Regions from separate parts of the Sus scrofa genome. Here region 1 is linked to region 2. Evidence: chromatin contacts called from public HiChIP or PLAC-seq data. All regions are on one chromosome and are shown on one strand. Each heading gives the region's core, a stretch centred on a gene start, on an enhancer-like site or on the middle of the called end of the contact. The rest is flanking DNA. Distances are from core to core; before and after follow the strand shown.

Region 1 (2,797 bases), core at 91-2,590, 110 kb before region 2:
GTTTATGCAAAGGTTCCTGAAGTCGTGATGTCACTAGGGATATAGACCAAAAAAAATGGCATTAATTAAATGACAATCGGGGTTGATTTTGATAGAGAGATTCAGTTTTCCAATTTAATGTTCATTAGGTAACTACCTCAGGTACTCACCTTTGGATGTCATTGTTACATAGAACTTGAAAACTTGGTTGAGCAGAAGTTAAAGAACCAGTTTTTTCTAAGTAAGGTGAGGAGGAAGGAATCAACTGGTTGAGAAAAAGCTCAGGAGATTAGCAAAGAGCATTAAAAAAGTGTTGTATGCAAGGCGTGTGTGTGTGTGTGTGTGTGTGTGTGCGCGTCTACAAAATAAACAGTAAACTGAATACTGCATTGAGGAAAACATGTTACACTTCCCGTTCTTCTTCTCTTCAGCTAAGTAACCATGAGAGAGGCATTCTTTCAGTATCAAATTAGCATAGTAGTTTGAGTATCAGGGCCCACTTCCAGTGGGCACTGAGATCAAATTAAGGTGGTTATTGATGGCACCCATAAATTTTTCAAAGCATGCCGAAAAGTGGACAAGACTGGGAGTTCCCATCGTGGCTCAGTGGACGTGACTCTGACTAGCATCCATGAGGTTGTGGGTTTGATCCCCAGCTTTGCTAAGTGGGTTAAGGATCCAGTGTTGCCGTGAGCTGTGGTGTAGGTTGCAGACAGGGCTTGGATCTGGTGTTGCTGTGGCTGTGGTGTAGGCCATCTGCTGCAGCTCTGACCCCTAGCCTGGGAACCTCCGTATGCCGAGGGTGTGGCCCTAAAATGACCAAAAAAAAAAAAAAAAAAAAAAAAGGTGGACAAGACCAACAGGACCTTTTGCACTTAGAAGCACTGAAGCGAATTCTTCATTTGATTTAGAACACCCTCTCTCTTCTTCCTTCCCTCTCTTTTCTTAATTTAAGAAACCTGAAGTCATGTACATTGCGCCAGGAACTGGTCTCAATTCCTTAATTATTCAGTATTAACTCATGTAATCCAATACAACTTTATAAAGGCATAACTACAGTTCTCCCCATTTGATGGTTGGGGAAGCGAGGCGCTAAGAAGTTAAGGAAATTGCTCAAAGTCGTACAGCTATTTAGTGAGGGAGGTGAAATTCCATCCTAGTCTGGTGCTAGAAATCTGTACTTTTTAACCAATATGCTTTCATTCCGTTCTCTGCATTTACCCCCTGAAAAATAAGGTCAACTATGTAAAATAAGATGTAAAGTGTCTAGAGGGCTGGAAAGGGTTAACGCTGAAGCACTTCCGCGAGCTGAAAAAACAAAAACAAACCAGCCAGCAAAAGCCTGTTAAAGCCCCCGGTGGAAATTCAGGGGGCCTTCTGTTCCTTTAAACTCTCGCTTTCGCTCCCGCTGACACTTCGCAGCGGCCGCGGCTGGACCAGGCTACCGCGCTCCCTTCGTCCTTCCACCCGCCCGCGGGTCTGGGGTCCGAAGGGGCTGCGCAGGGTCGGTATCCGAATTGGCTCGGGTTTGCTTTCTTCACACCCCAACCCCCGCCACACACATCCTCCCGGGAATGGCGTACTGGAATTAACCCTTTAGCGCCCAGGAAGCCCCCACTGGCGCCGGGCGCCCGCTGGGTCCGCTGCAGGGTCCGCTGCTGGGCCGCGATTCCCCGCAGGCGGGCGTGCGGGCGGCCCAGGGCCAGGGGCTTGCGGGCGCCGCTGGCCGGGCTGCAGGGGGTGCGAGCCCGGTGCAGGGATGGCGCCCGGGCGGCGCAGAGGTGCAGTCCGGCGCTCCCCGCCCTCCGTGTTCGCCTTTTCGCCTTCTCTGCTGGCGCTCCAGGCCGCCGGCTGCCCCGGGCACGGCGAGCTGGAGTTGCCCTCTCACTCCCCCCTGCTTCGCTCCCCCGGTTTAATCTCTCGGCGACTCCTTTGCCAGCCCCGAGGAAAGTGCAGCCATTGGACAGGTCGGTGCGAGCTGCCGGTTTCGGGAAGGAAGGTGGGAGACGCCTGGAGGAGCGAGGGGGAGGGAGGAGGGAGGAGGGAGGAGGGTGCCGCGGCGGATCTGGCAAATTGCGAGCTGCCTTCCCTCCCCAAAGTGTGGAGCAGGAGCGCGGGGGAGCGCGGCGGCGGCGGCGCCTCCTCCGCCACCAAACTCCCGGGCTCTGCGGTGCTTGGGACCACCTCCTCCTTAGCCGGGAGGAACCCTCTCCCAATAGGTTTCAGCCTGACTTTTTCCTCCTCATTTCTTTCTTCTTCACCCTCACCCCCTTTTCTCCCCTCCAGTACATTTTTCCTGCCTCCGGACCTCAGACTGCTGCAGCTCGAGCCTTCCCAGGGGCTGCCCATCCCTCCGGCTGCGAGCGAGGACGCACGCCCTGCATCGGGCGAAGAAAAGAAGAAAAACTTGTCGGAGGGGTTTCGCCAGCCCACAGTAACCCCCTTCCCGCAAACCCGAATCTTCCGCGGGGCCATCCCAAGACTGGGGAAAGTTCCGAAAGCCCTCTCGGATTTGGAGGAGGCACCCTAGCTGACTGTGGAATTAGATCTGTTTTGAACCCAGTGGAGCGCATCGCCGCGGCTCGGAAGTCACCGTCAGCGGGCACCGGGGTGGCGCTGCCCGTGCGGAGCGGAGAGTTTGCCAGCTCCGGCTGCAAGTGGCCTTTCGCCTCCGCAGTTGCTAGTCTGTGTCTGGAGTGAGGGCTGTGAGTGTTGTGGCAAGTTGTGAAGAGAGACCTGGAGGTCCGGAGAAGACTGCGCTCGCCTCGCACTTCCTTTTTTCTCTTCTTGGCTCCCGGGCGTGAAGTCTGAGCGAATT
Region 2 (2,700 bases), core at 190-2,689:
CCCAAGCTCCCGATTCCTCCCACTCCCTCCCCCTCCCATCAGGCAGCCACAAGTCTCTTCTCCAAGTCCATGAGTTTCTTTTCTGAGGAGATGTTCATTTGTGCTGGTATTAGATTCCAGTTATAAGTGATATCATATGGTATTTGTCTTTGTCTTTCTGGCTCATTTCAATCATAGAACTTCCATATGACCCCGCAATCCCACTCTTGGGCATCTATCCGGACAAAACTCTACTTAAAAGAGACACATGCACCCGCATGTTCATTGCAGCACTATTCACAACAGCCAGGACATGGAAACAACCCAAATGTCCATCGACAAAATACTAATTCTTTATGTGTTTAAAGGCGAGTTAAAAATTTGACCTTTATTAGTCAAGTGGGAAAAAATTCTGATATGCAGAAATGAAGAATTAACAGCTCTTCTGTTATGATCATTTTTTTGCAGTGCTTGGAAGAGCATAGGTATCTGGGTGTCTTCTGGGAATACATGAGGTTAGACGCAGAGAAAAACTAAAACAATTAATAAGAACAGTAGGGGGTAAATCAGAGATGCACTTTTACCCTCAGTTGAAATGTGGTAAATGTGATTGACATTTCAGAGTACTATTAAGGGGATAAAATAATAGGAGAGGTGCTTATGATGTCAAAAGAATATTCATTTCTCACTATATACTGATTTTCTCTGTGACTGTCTAATAGAAAACTATAATTTGATAATGGAGAGCTTTCTGTCCGTGGGTCTACATGCATATTGGACTAAATAAGTGGAAACTTCATAACAGATAAATTTTACTTTCTGCAGTTATATAACACTCGTTAAATGAAAGAGTAGTTAGCGTGGTGTGTGTGTGTGTGTGTGTGTGTGTGTGTGTGTGTGTGTGTGTGTGTGTGTCCTATTGGCTATAACCTAATTAACTGAGTTGTAAAGGTGTATTGATAATTTTAACCATACTCAATAGGCAGACAGCGTATCAGAGCCCAACTTTGAGGGAGAAACTGTCTTTAAAGTGGCATTTTCTCTCCCACCCTCCTTCCCTTCATTTGTTCCCTCCTTCCTTTCTAAGGTGTATTTGATGAATGTCTCCTGTATGCTAGGCGGCGGGGAAGAGCAGTGATCAAAACGCAGAAATCACCCACTTTACCTTGTAAGATAATAAACTAGACTAGTAAGAAACAGATAATAAATAAGACAGAAAAGATACATAGAAGATAAATGTTAGGGAGTGATGCGTCCTGAGAGGAGGGGAAACAAGAAAAGGTGAGAAGTGAGATTTGTAGTTGGAGTAGAGGGTGGAAACCAGAACAATGACTAGGGAAAGGGACTTGTAAAGACCTGAGAAAAAAAACACCAATGACGGGGGCAATGCGTTCCAGAGAGAGGAAATGGCAAACATACAAGCTCCAGAGAGCGCCGTGAGCCCAGCCTGTCCAAGGAACTACAAGAAGCAGACGTAAGAAGCCAGGAACTAAGGCTGGAGTGGAGTGGACCGGAGCTGGTGGCAGGGTGCCGAGGGGAGGCAGCTTGGGTTTTCTGGGTCCTAGAGCGAGATTTTACAGTGAGGACTTTACCTGGTGAACTTGGAGCCTTCGGAGGATTTTGAGCAGAGGAGGGACACAAATGACTGGGGTTTTTGGTTTTGTTTTGTTTTTTTCACAGATCCTTCCCGGGGTATTGAGAACAAATTAATGAGAGACAAAGGTTAAAGCTGAGAGACCAGTGAGGATGCTTACGGCTCTAATTTTTGAATTTAAGCTTAAAGATAAGAAAAAGGAATGAAAACCAGAGTGGAAATGAAAAATTGCGTAGAAGGCAAAGCCCAGATTTCTAAAGCCTGTTGTCTGGATATTAGTGATATCTTGAACTTCACCTCTTATACTCAGACAGCTCTGCCGTCCTGGCGTCCCTGTACACAACCCTGATTTGAACTTATGGGACTCAGTTTTGTGTATCTGGTCTTCACGTCTTCAGATACCCCCACACCAGAAAATTGAGTGTAACACCATTCTGACATTTTCATTATGAATCTGGAAAACTGAACGGAGTCACTTCTAAAGTTAATGAACAAATACTTTAGAAAATAATCAAAAGCACTAAGGCTTAGTTGCAGTGGCACACAACACAGTAAAATCTTTATGGGAATACCACACGCCAGTGGTTTGTAAAAGAGTTTACCATATCCAGACTATAAAATGGTTGCCTCGATGCTGAATATATATGAATGTGTCCTGAAATATACTGAATATATGGACTTGAACCTTGGTTTGGTAGTTTTGAGCCAAACAGCCTTGACCTGCATCAGCCCATGGGCTTATAGACAAATTCATGTTCATTGTCACCTGGATTCATTAACAGCAAAACTCATAATTCTGTAACTCGTTCCTTTGAAAACGCTCTTCAGAGCAAAGTATTAGTTACTCAGTTTATATGAAATGCTCCATAAATATTTGCTGAACGAATGATTCTTTAACCAGACTTTCAATCTTTATAGCAAAATAGGAGTCTTCACCTGCAAATTACTGTCCTTTTAAAATAAGCTCTCTCATGATTTCTCAGAAACACATTAAACTTATAATGATAACTTCTTGTAGATCGGATCTACAGTATTAGTCTACCAAGCTTGCTGATGCGTGAATCTTTACCCCGCAAACAAATGCTTCAGAGGCCATGATTTTTTATTTAATATTTGTTTTATGCAAA

The links. HiChIP or PLAC-seq counts read pairs in DNA pulled down with a chosen protein or histone mark.
Region 1: an H3K27ac HiChIP or PLAC-seq map of alveolar macrophages shows a contact between it and region 2. The contact joins the promoter of PLXDC2 here to the enhancer-like site in region 2. A contact is called at or near these places in 4 of 47 Hi-C or Micro-C datasets (embryonic fibroblasts, epiblast stem cells, heart right ventricle and 1 more) and 2 of 2 datasets of contacts at active chromatin or transcription factors (alveolar macrophages and skeletal muscle).

What each region holds. Positions count from the first base shown.
Region 1 is chr10:54,675,776-54,678,572 of Sscrofa11.1, reverse strand. PLXDC2 (plexin domain-containing protein 2) reads left to right here and starts at 1,340. Exons shown (of 15, transcript XM_021064961.1): 1 at 1,340-1,483; 2 at 2,266-2,797.
Region 2 is chr10:54,560,975-54,563,674 of Sscrofa11.1, reverse strand. All of the region lies in intron 2 of PLXDC2 (plexin domain-containing protein 2), which reads left to right. Among named protein-coding and RNA genes, the nearest start is that of PLXDC2, 110 kb to the left of the region's middle. Within about 2 kb of position 1,439, at least 8 of the 83 cell types and tissues checked have an H3K27ac peak or open chromatin away from gene starts, as enhancers often do. A contact at or near this core is called in alveolar macrophages, retroperitoneal adipose tissue and skeletal muscle, where this site is marked.